Regions from separate parts of the Danio rerio genome. Here region 1 is linked to region 2. Evidence: chromatin contacts called from public Hi-C data. All regions are on one chromosome and are shown on one strand. Each heading gives the region's core, a stretch centred on a gene start, on an enhancer-like site or on the middle of the called end of the contact. The rest is flanking DNA. Distances are from core to core; before and after follow the strand shown. Region 1 holds the start of igfbp1a (insulin-like growth factor binding protein 1a). Region 2 holds the start of si:ch211-191a24.4.

What was found. Hi-C and Micro-C count contacts between places; a contact is called where the count stands out from the background.
Region 1: a Hi-C map of hematopoietic stem cells shows a contact between it and region 2, with 3 times the contacts expected there. The contact joins the promoter of igfbp1a here to the promoter of si:ch211-191a24.4 in region 2. A contact is called at or near these places in 5 of 18 Hi-C or Micro-C datasets (caudal fin, embryo, hematopoietic stem cells and 1 more).

Annotation. Positions count from the first base shown.
Region 1 is chr20:6,967,816-6,972,698 of GRCz12tu, reverse strand. It overlaps igfbp1a (insulin-like growth factor binding protein 1a), which reads left to right and starts at 2,707. Exons shown (of 4, transcript NM_173283.4): 1 at 2,707-3,171; 2 at 3,781-3,938. The coding sequence starts at 2,796. The region is part of intron 1 of dsg2.2 (desmoglein 2, tandem duplicate 2); the gene reads right to left.
Region 2 is chr20:6,685,233-6,690,309 of GRCz12tu, reverse strand. si:ch211-191a24.4 reads right to left here and starts at 1,625. Exons shown (of 4, transcript NM_001277124.1): 1 at 1,543-1,625. It overlaps mcm3l (MCM3 minichromosome maintenance deficient 3 (S. cerevisiae), like), which reads left to right and starts at 2,309. Exons shown (of 17, transcript NM_001171068.1): 1 at 2,309-2,499; 2 at 2,607-2,719; 3 at 4,542-4,750. The coding sequence starts at 2,428.

The DNA.
Region 1 (4,883 bases), core at 1,458-3,957, 280 kb before region 2:
ATAATACTTTAAGTACACTACCATGTTCCTCTTTAAATATTCATGTTTATACTTGAAATATATATTTAATAATACTTTAACTCTTTATCTGCCTGCTCTACCAAATGGTTGACCATATTTTGACTCGTTTTATATAATGACTGTTAAAGTCCTTAAAGGAATGACTGTTTTAAATAATGCATTACACATGCAACACTGTTGGTTTACAAGAAAATCAAACAAACATAATCCTGTTGCACTACTACACTTGATTTAAATTTTTTTTTTGTAAAAAAACAAGAAAACATGTTAAATGAAAATCTGAATGCATACTTCAAAAACAAAGATGATTTAGTATTCAAAAATGTTTTTTATAGATTATTTTAAAATAAACTGTTCTCACATTTTTCATATGTATTAATTCTGGTATTTTTTACCATAAACCGACATATTAACCTCTACTAAATGGTTGATATTTTAGAAATTATGGGATGTGTTGAGTGCCAAAATAAAAAAATAAAATAAATAATGTTTTGTTGCTGGGGCAGTTAAAGGGTTACGCACATTACTATGTTCCTCGCGTTAATACTATAATATATAATAATAATATAAAATATTATAGAAATATATATTTAATAGTACTTTACCATGTTGCTCTTTAAGTATTCGTGTTTATACTTGAAACATATATTTTAAATAATACTTTAAGTAGATGTGAAGCATTTTCCTATACGTTTGGACATTTTTCAAGCTCTGAATATATCAAAATGCGTTGCATGATGAGCAATATTGGTCACTCTAATAGATAAATATGCTCTAACGTTCCTCTGCAGCTTAAGGACAACAGGTCCTTCTGTCTGTCGGTGATAAAACGCTTCCAAATCAGTGTCTGACCGTTGAGTTCAGTTTTATCACTGCAGACATTACAGTAACCGTCTGCATGAAAAACGCCTGCATGCTTAAAAGAAAAAAAGAGGGTTAAGGCTATATAAAAAAGAAAGAGTTATGGGTAATATGAGCATGGGTATTACTAAAACATTCATCAGTGTCATTAGTGTTGAAAGACATACACATTTTAATTTATTGTATGAACTGTAACTGTCACATTTGTCTGCACTGTCTGACAAGGTTAACGGTAAAGGATAAATCCTCAGATGCAAGGTGTTCATGGTATTCTTGCCTAGAGGTTTTGACAAAGGGGAACAGAGAGGCTACAGTTACCGGTATGACGCGCGTGCCGCTTTATCTCCGTCAGCAGATACTCGCGTTCCCACACGCGCGCGAACGGACAACCTGATCACGTGACGCGCAGAGAAACTCTCCACGCGCTGAAGAAAAAAAAAATGATGCAACACTGTCAGACAATTGCGTGGATCATGTGGTCTCCCCTCGGAGACATTCGAAAGCCCAGCGGTTGACACATTATTAAAGCGCCCTTCCCCAGCGGAGTGTCACATCCTGTGGCCCATTCATAAACTCCTCCGCGCGGCCACGACAAAAGGCCTCGCGACGCGCGTGGAGAGGAGACGTGTCAGTGGACATGTCGTTTTTCCCGCGCGTCTATTATTATCCCAAGAGAGGGGCTGTGACAATAGTGGTAGCTCGAGCTTTCCAAAACGGGGTGCCGTCCTGACCTGAGTGAGGTCACGTACCACAGGGCGAGTGCACGCGGTGCCACAGAGCGCGCGCGTTGTGTCTCTCACCTCATTACAGACGAAAAAAAATACAAAAAAAAACGCGTCAAATGAATGCCAGACCAAGGACCAGGACGCGACAATTTGGCTTCGCAAAATGCTTGTATAACAGTTTTCGAGGGGGAACTTAATGAATGAGGAGCTTTGTGTGCCGCGTTCTGAAGTAAATCACAAATTGCATTAGCTGGCTTCAGTAGACTCACAACATGAACCTGAATGGGATGTTCTTGAACCTATGAAAAACCTCATGGAAAATGAGATTGGGAGGGAGCCACAAACAGGCCCACTTTTAGTCTTTTTGTTATTGTTGTGGCAAATAAGTGATCCAGAATAAAGTTGCGGAATATAGTTCAGCAGAGTTCGAATTCATTAGTAGCCTAATGCTTGTGCTAAGCCCATGAACTCTTATTCTTAATTCTCTGCTGATTCTTTAGCATTATAATGAATACCAATGCAGTAATAATATTTAATTTTACTAGAAATGTTGTAAATTAAATATTTGTTATAGTTAAATAAGGTTTCGTGTTGCAAATTATATTATTTAATACTTGTTAATATTCCCACAACAATAAGATATGTATTTAACAACATCAAATATTTAGCTTACATGCACAGTGGAAGTATATTTCATAGAAAATAAAACACTTAGCTCAGACTGTTATTGCACATAAAAAGCATGCTTAAGTTTGATTTACGTTCATTTTCAAGCGAATAATTGCATATTCATCCAAATGCCTACCCAACATGCTGGGATGAACCTATACAAAAGACACCTTATTATTGTCGTTTCAGATTAGGTACTTGTCGGGTAGTAAACACACGCTTTTCACGCTTGTACACATTATGTTCCGATACAAACAGTGACGCATATTACGCACTGTGTTCAAAGAACAAGAAGACTGGATCCCCGGCAGCCAATCGGAGCAGAGGGGGATCATTTAAGAAATCATTGATACTGCCAATGCGTCAAACACGAGCGTGTCAGCGGGACCCAGTGTGCGTATAAATACCGCGAGGCGACCCGGAGAGAGCTAGTCGTTTTGGAGAGCGCAAAGACAGTGAGGAACTCCACGTTTCACTTCATTTATTTATTTATCTATTTATTCTGAGCCGTGCTTTGGGATGAACAGACTGCTTCTGAACTTCTTCTGGGTGGCAGCATTCAGCGCACTCCTCGCCGCGCCGGGGCTCCGGGCTTCTCCAGTGGTCGGGCAGGAACCGATCCGCTGCGCTCCGTGCTCCCCGGAGCGGCTTGCCGAGTGTCCGGCGGTGGATGCCGGCTGTGAGGAGGTGCTTCGAGAGCCGGGCTGCGGCTGCTGCCTCGCCTGTGCGTTGAAGAGAGGTGACCCGTGCGGGATCTACACTGCGCCCTGCGGCTCCGGGCTGCGCTGCTTGCCGAAACCGGGAGAAGCCCGACCCCTGCACGCGCTCACCCGGGGACAAGCGGTGTGCACCGAGAGCCCCGAGCCTAACCACAGCCAAAGCGAGACAGCACCAGGTACAGGTTTATCAGTATATTAGACTGTAACTGTGTGTTCAATAACTGCAGCCTGACGAGTCCTCTCGCTGATTCAACCACTGATGAGATTTCATCAGCATTACAAACCAGTTGAACCAGTATCAGATATTGAGGAACTTCAGCTTTTACAAAAAAAAAAAAAAACATTTACAATTATGCAAAATGATAAGAAATTTGAGCTGTGTCTTGTAATTTATTTTATTTATTTTTTTTTTTAAATAAATTTGTAATACACATCACACAAATGTGTTTACAATTTGTGGTGTGTATTATAAATTTATAACATAAAGTTAAAAATAAATAAATGTAAAAAATGGGAATTTAACTAAACTATAAATGACAAAATGTATATTGAATTTACTGCTCAAATTAAACTCGCTTTTTATTTTGCTTCATTTATTTATTTACATTTTGGACATGTAAAATATACCTAAAAATTTCACAATTACTAAATAAGTTTTTTTATTCAAATCTGAATAAGCAATTCAAAAGTTAAGATAGCGATTGCTTTTATTTACGCCTTTCAGTAGGCTGATTAGGAGTGACTAATCCCGCCAACATTTCTCACCTCTCCTTTTCTTCTTTCAGATCATCCGGAGTCTCATAACGGGCCGACGGCAGTCAATGAAGGCAGCTCCACCGTGTTCGTGACCGGGCACGGAAAGCCCTTCGACCCGCGGATCATCACTAATAAAGAGAGCATGAAGGCCAAAGTCAACGCGATACGCAAGAAACTGGTGGAACAGGTGAGCTCCTCCAGGCACCTCGGCTTATCTATAGACATCCTAAAGAAATGTGTAAAGGTTTAGTTTAAATGAGACCCCATGTTCCACATATGGCCACAAGAGGACGGTATAAGGTTACTGAAATTTCTTAAGCTGTACATGAGGCAAAGAAAGAAACAGTAAAATTAAGATGCATGATTTTAAGAGATGCAAATTTAAGAGACATTAATAGTTATTTTACTTATTGTAGTAGTAGTAGTAGTAGTATTTATTATTATTATTATTATTATTATTATTATTATTATTATTATTGGTAGTAGTAGTAGTAGTAATAGTAATAGTAGTTGTAATAAATAGTGTAAACTGTTACATTTAAAATAAAAATCAATATTAATGTTATTTAATTTTTATTACTGATAATAAGTGTTTTTGTTGTTTATTAAAATTTTAAACAATTACAAACTGCAAACTGTTCAATTACAAATTGAACAATTATGTTAAGTAAACGGTAATTATAATTATTATAAACATTTTGGTTTTCAACTTCAAAACCATAGTAGACAGACAGACAGACAGACAGACAGATATACAGATAGATAGATAGATAGACAGACAGACAGACAGACAAACAGACACAGATAGATAGATAGATAGATAGATAGATAGATAGATAGATAGATAGATAGATAGATAGATAGATAGACAGACAGACAGACAGACAGACAGACAGACAGACAGAAAGACAGACAGGCAGGCAGGCAGACAGATACATAGATAAACAGACAGATAGACAGACAGACAGATAGATAGATAGTATTAGCAAAGACATGCTATGTCTGGATGGACAGGCAGAAGGACAGATAGACAGACAGACAGACAGATGGACATTTAAGTAGACAGACAGACAGACAGACGGACGGACTGATGGATGGATGGACAGGCAAAAGGACAGAGACAGACAGACAG
Region 2 (5,077 bases), core at 376-2,875:
CATTTGGTCAACCCATGGATTATTTTTGTAAGGTGAAACTGAAATAATAATAATAATAATAATAATAATAATAATAATAATAATAATAATTCAGTAAGTAATGTAAGCTAATTCATATGTTTGTTTCTAAAAAGTTGTCATCAAATTTTATTTTCAAAGTCAAGATAAATATAAATCATGACAGTCCCCATACCAATGTCAACAAAACCAAACTTTTCCAAACTTTCCAAAGTTCCAAACTTTTTTCCACTCAATCTGCTCAAATAAGGAAATATAAAATGGTTTACATTTTGGCAACAATGTGGTTCTGCATAACATTTTTGATGTAAAAGTGATTAAATTTATTGTCTATAATTTTCAAACCATTGGTAGGGGAGTGCGAGGCACAAAGTAACGCGAGGTTAAATGTAACACCGAGATTTAAGGTATACTTGCTCAGGGTTAACCATGGCATGACTGCGAGGTTTTCACCACAGTGTCGGCAGATGTCTTCTTGCCAATTATTGAAAAAGTTTGGCGAAATTTGGATGAGAACACGGAGAAACCATTTTTGCAACCTAAAATAATTTTTTATTATAGTCAATATTTTTTAAATATATTGTTGTGACTACCATCTTCTAGGCTAAAATATGAAACCATTTTGAAAGATGTAAAACACAAAGTGACTGCTAGCCAGTTTTGAAGAAAACACGACACCGCGCGGTTAGTTAGTTAGTGTTACAATTAAGCCACGCACTGTTGGACACCAATCAAACTAACACTATATATATATATATATATATATATATATATATATATATATATATATATATATATATATATATATATATATATATATATATATATATATATATAATTTTGAGTGTAATGTTGAGAACTATTTAAATGAAATGAAATTTTTTTTTTTTTGATAGACAAAAAATATTTTACTGCTAATAATACAAATAAATGCATTGTATAATCCAAATGTGTTTATCCAATAAATAAATAAATATACCGTGCTATTCATTCATTTTCTTGACTGCTTAGTTCCTTTATTAATCCAGGGTCGCCACAGCAGAGTGAACCGCCAACTTATCCAGCAAGTTTTTACGCAGCGGATGCCCTTCCAGCCGCAACCCATCTCTGGAAAACATACTGTGCTGTGTAGAATAAAAAATAAATTGAGCTAGGTACTGAGAAAATATAGCTACTATTTAAAGTAAACTTTAAATTTTTAAATAAACTGTGTGTAATCTGCCTTTTTTTAAGCATGTGTTACAACTAACCCTGTCTGTTACAACTTGAAGTGAGGTAAATAGTAACATTTTTACTCCTGGCACTTTTGGCAACACTGCAAAGAAACAATAGTCCGGCGATTATACAACCAGAGCTCATTTGTAGGAGAGGCTTGTGTTTTGTTGGTAAAAAAACAAATGGTTTGTTTAACCCCAAACCTTTGTTTATTATTTGACCAAAGCCAAAAAGTGTTACTTTGTGCCCCGCTCCCTTACTTAACTGATTAGTATGTAAAATATTGGATTCAGACATTAGATATATTACCAGATAAGAGCTGAACAAGCAGTTTTTCTCCAGCTTGAGGAACTACATATAGAGAGGGGCGTAATCGTTCAGGTCTAACCAATGAAACACGCCTTCACAGCGCGCACTCAAATCCTATTTGCTGAATGGTAAAGTCAGTCACCGAAGAGGAACGCCTTCAGACACTTCAGGAGTTTGTTTGCAGAGAACCGAGCAAAGGAAGATTCGTCCAAAACGTGAATGAATATTTTATAAAACCATATGAGCCGTAGCCTGAGGCTTCGTCCTGGAATGTCGTAACAAACGAAAATGAACTAATTTATGTGCGTATTATGCAACTACAGTATGTGTGAGTGTCAACAGTATCAAGCAGCTCGGAGTAAAATAACTGAAGAGCACTGTAAGAGCTTCAAATACAGTATAAAAGAATGGAATAATTCAAAGGGGGTCTAGCGCATTCATTGTCCTTTTGACTCGAGCATTTTAAGAAGCGTTCAGGAGAATCTATTTTGCTAATAGGGTCCAGCTACCATTACACAAATAAAACATGGTTACTTGTAAAAAAAAAAAACAAACAAACATGATAATTACGAATTATTCATGATTTTGCTACACTAACCACAGTTTAACCATTGTATTTACAGTAAAAACGTGATATAGGCTACACATGGTTATCTGTTATATTTTTTACCATAATGAAAGCATGGTTCGAAATAGGGGTAGCTCTATTCAAATCAGTTGGATAATCACATGCTCAAGTTAATGAGCCTAATTAACATAATTGATTGTCAGGCCTGTTGCACCAGCTTGGTTTGGTTGCTTCATGTTTGTGCATTTGATTTTTGTTGAACTGTGAATGTTATTTTAAAATATTGTAATGCACATGCTGATGCGCGTGTAGGAGAAATGGATACTGGGTTAGAGGACCTCGAGCTGAGAGAGTCACAGAGGGAATATCTGGACTTTCTGGATGATGATGTGAATAATTTGAATAATCTTTATGTGTTTGACTTGTGGGCATTTTGAACTGTATAAACTTTGTTTTTTGTCTGTCAAACTAAATCTTTTTTTATTGTAATTTACAGCAAGATCAGGGCATCTACCATGAAAAGGTCAGGAGTATGGTGTCTGATGGACAGTGTCGTCTCATTGTCAACATTAATGATCTGAGAAGAAAAAGTGAAAAAAGAGCTAAAGAGTAAGTGATTAATTTGATTAAAAGTTGTCTATTTTGTTTCATATTTTGCTTTTTTGACAATTTTAGATTTTTTCTTTAACGTTGTTTGCTCTTCGGGATTTGGTCAGTAACAAACATGTGGCCAGATACATGTGAAACTCTGGTGTAAACAGCATGGTTGATGTACTATATGTTGCTCTGCTGTCTAAAATATACAAAAAAAAAAAAAAAAAACATGGAAGCTGCTAAATCACTTACTAAAGCAGAATATGGTGTAGCATTTTGATTTAACATGTGGTAAAGGATACATTTGACCAGATTAGCCTAATGTTACACTCGCTTGAGCATAAATTATAAGAACAAACATGAACGTTATCAAGATTCTTGCCATGGAAATCGTGAATTAGTTTGGTCAACCACAAACACTTTTTGTTCTTCAGACAGCTTTTTTTTCTCTCTTCTGCTTGACTTTACATGGCTTTCAGTATTCTAATACAATCTAATAGCAAAGCCCAAAACAATTGATCATTTTCAGCAGTAGTAAGCAAATAATATGATTCTCAGTCAGTTCAGTCACATTGTTTACGTTCTGTGTTTCCAATATGGCTGACTGATGATGTGTGATGAAAATTCTCTGTAGAGGAGAGTGGGGACAGTTGCAACACTTTTTGCAATTCTTTCAGTTTCTCGAAGACAATTTTATTTTTTTTTTGTGGAACCCCAAAATTTTAAAACAATAAACTCACTTCTGTTGGACAGGCACCCATATTGCTATAATATGTGTAGATATGTTAATAAATTCTTCATTTATTACTTAAAGAAAGGGACAATTGCAACATTCATTCAAATTATAATTTAAAAAAAATCTAAAACCTCGAGTTGGATTTTATTTTTTGGTAAACCCACTAAATGAAAATTGGTTAAATTATTAAATGTGTTGGCCATATAAATACAAAACCTTAAAAAAAAAAAAAAAAAAAAACGAGCAACATCCAATTATAAGGCCTAAAAAAACTGAACTTTTTTTTTTTTTTTTTTTTTTACTGAAAGATTGAACCTTTACCAAACTACTACTAAGAATGTTGACATGAATTAATTAATCAAATATTTTTTTCAAATTATATTAAAACTGTGATCAATAAAATTGTACATTTGTTAATATGGCAAGCTTTCAAATGAATTTTATAACAATTGGGGACAGTTACAGAAGCATGTTCAGCAACTCTGTCAACCTTGATTAAACATTCCATGCTAGAGAGATACAATAGCTTGTTACAAACGCTTGATAGCTATACCTATTTAAAGCTATGAAAACAGTGATTTAAATTATACAAATGAATAATGTTTCACAAAAACAGATTGGGCTGTATGAGAAATTTTCTGATCATTACAAAAAACTATTTTTTTTTTTTTTTTTTTTTTTTAAATACCTAAAATGAGTTTTAGACTGAAGAAATGGTCACATATGGCTGATTTCTCTTGGATGGAAGAAGGATCCAACTGACAATATGTAGTATGAATATCATCCCTCCATAGCTCATTCCTTAATGGAGAAATAAGTCTTGTTGTAACTGCCCCATGTTGCCCCCATTCTCCCATACACTGTAAAAAATGCTGGATTTCACACAATCAATTTGTGTTAAAACATCTCGAAGAAAATAAGTTAACCTATTAGTTTTTACAAATGGATATTGATTTAACATAAAACTGTTAGGTTTCCCCCAAAAAAGCTTGAATTGTGTTGTTTCAGCTTATTTTAAATAAGTAGTGGAAGCGGCAAATGTAATTTTGAGTGTATATCCTTGAATCTTTATTGATCTGATTAAGTGTCTCTTTTTAATAGATTACTGAAGAATGCTTTCGCTGAGCTGGTGGCGTTTCAGAAAGCCCTGAAGGATCTCGTGGCTTCAATAGATGCCACTTATGCTAAGCAGTTTGAGGAGTTTCATGTTGGTTTCGAGGGCAGTTTTGGGAACAAACATGTGTCTCCTCGTACTCTGAGTGCTCGCTTTCTGGGAAACCTTGTGTGTGTGGAAGGCATCGTGACCAAGTGTGAGTAAGATTTACTTTACTTATTACTTATTAAAGCAATTGTTTCGTCCAAAACAGAAAATGTTGTTCTCTTTTACTCATCCTTCACTTGTTCCAAACTTGATTGACCATCTGATTTTAGATGAACACAAAAAAACCCATCTAAATTGTACAACTTTTATCAAAAGGAAACCTTAATAAACTGTTTTAGATTTTTATCTTATATATTATCATTATTGTTATTTATTTATTTTACCGTGGACATTATTTATTGCTGTTGATTACTTTTAATTGTTAGAATATATTTATAATTATAAAAAAATTGGTATTTATAAAATGTGATAAACT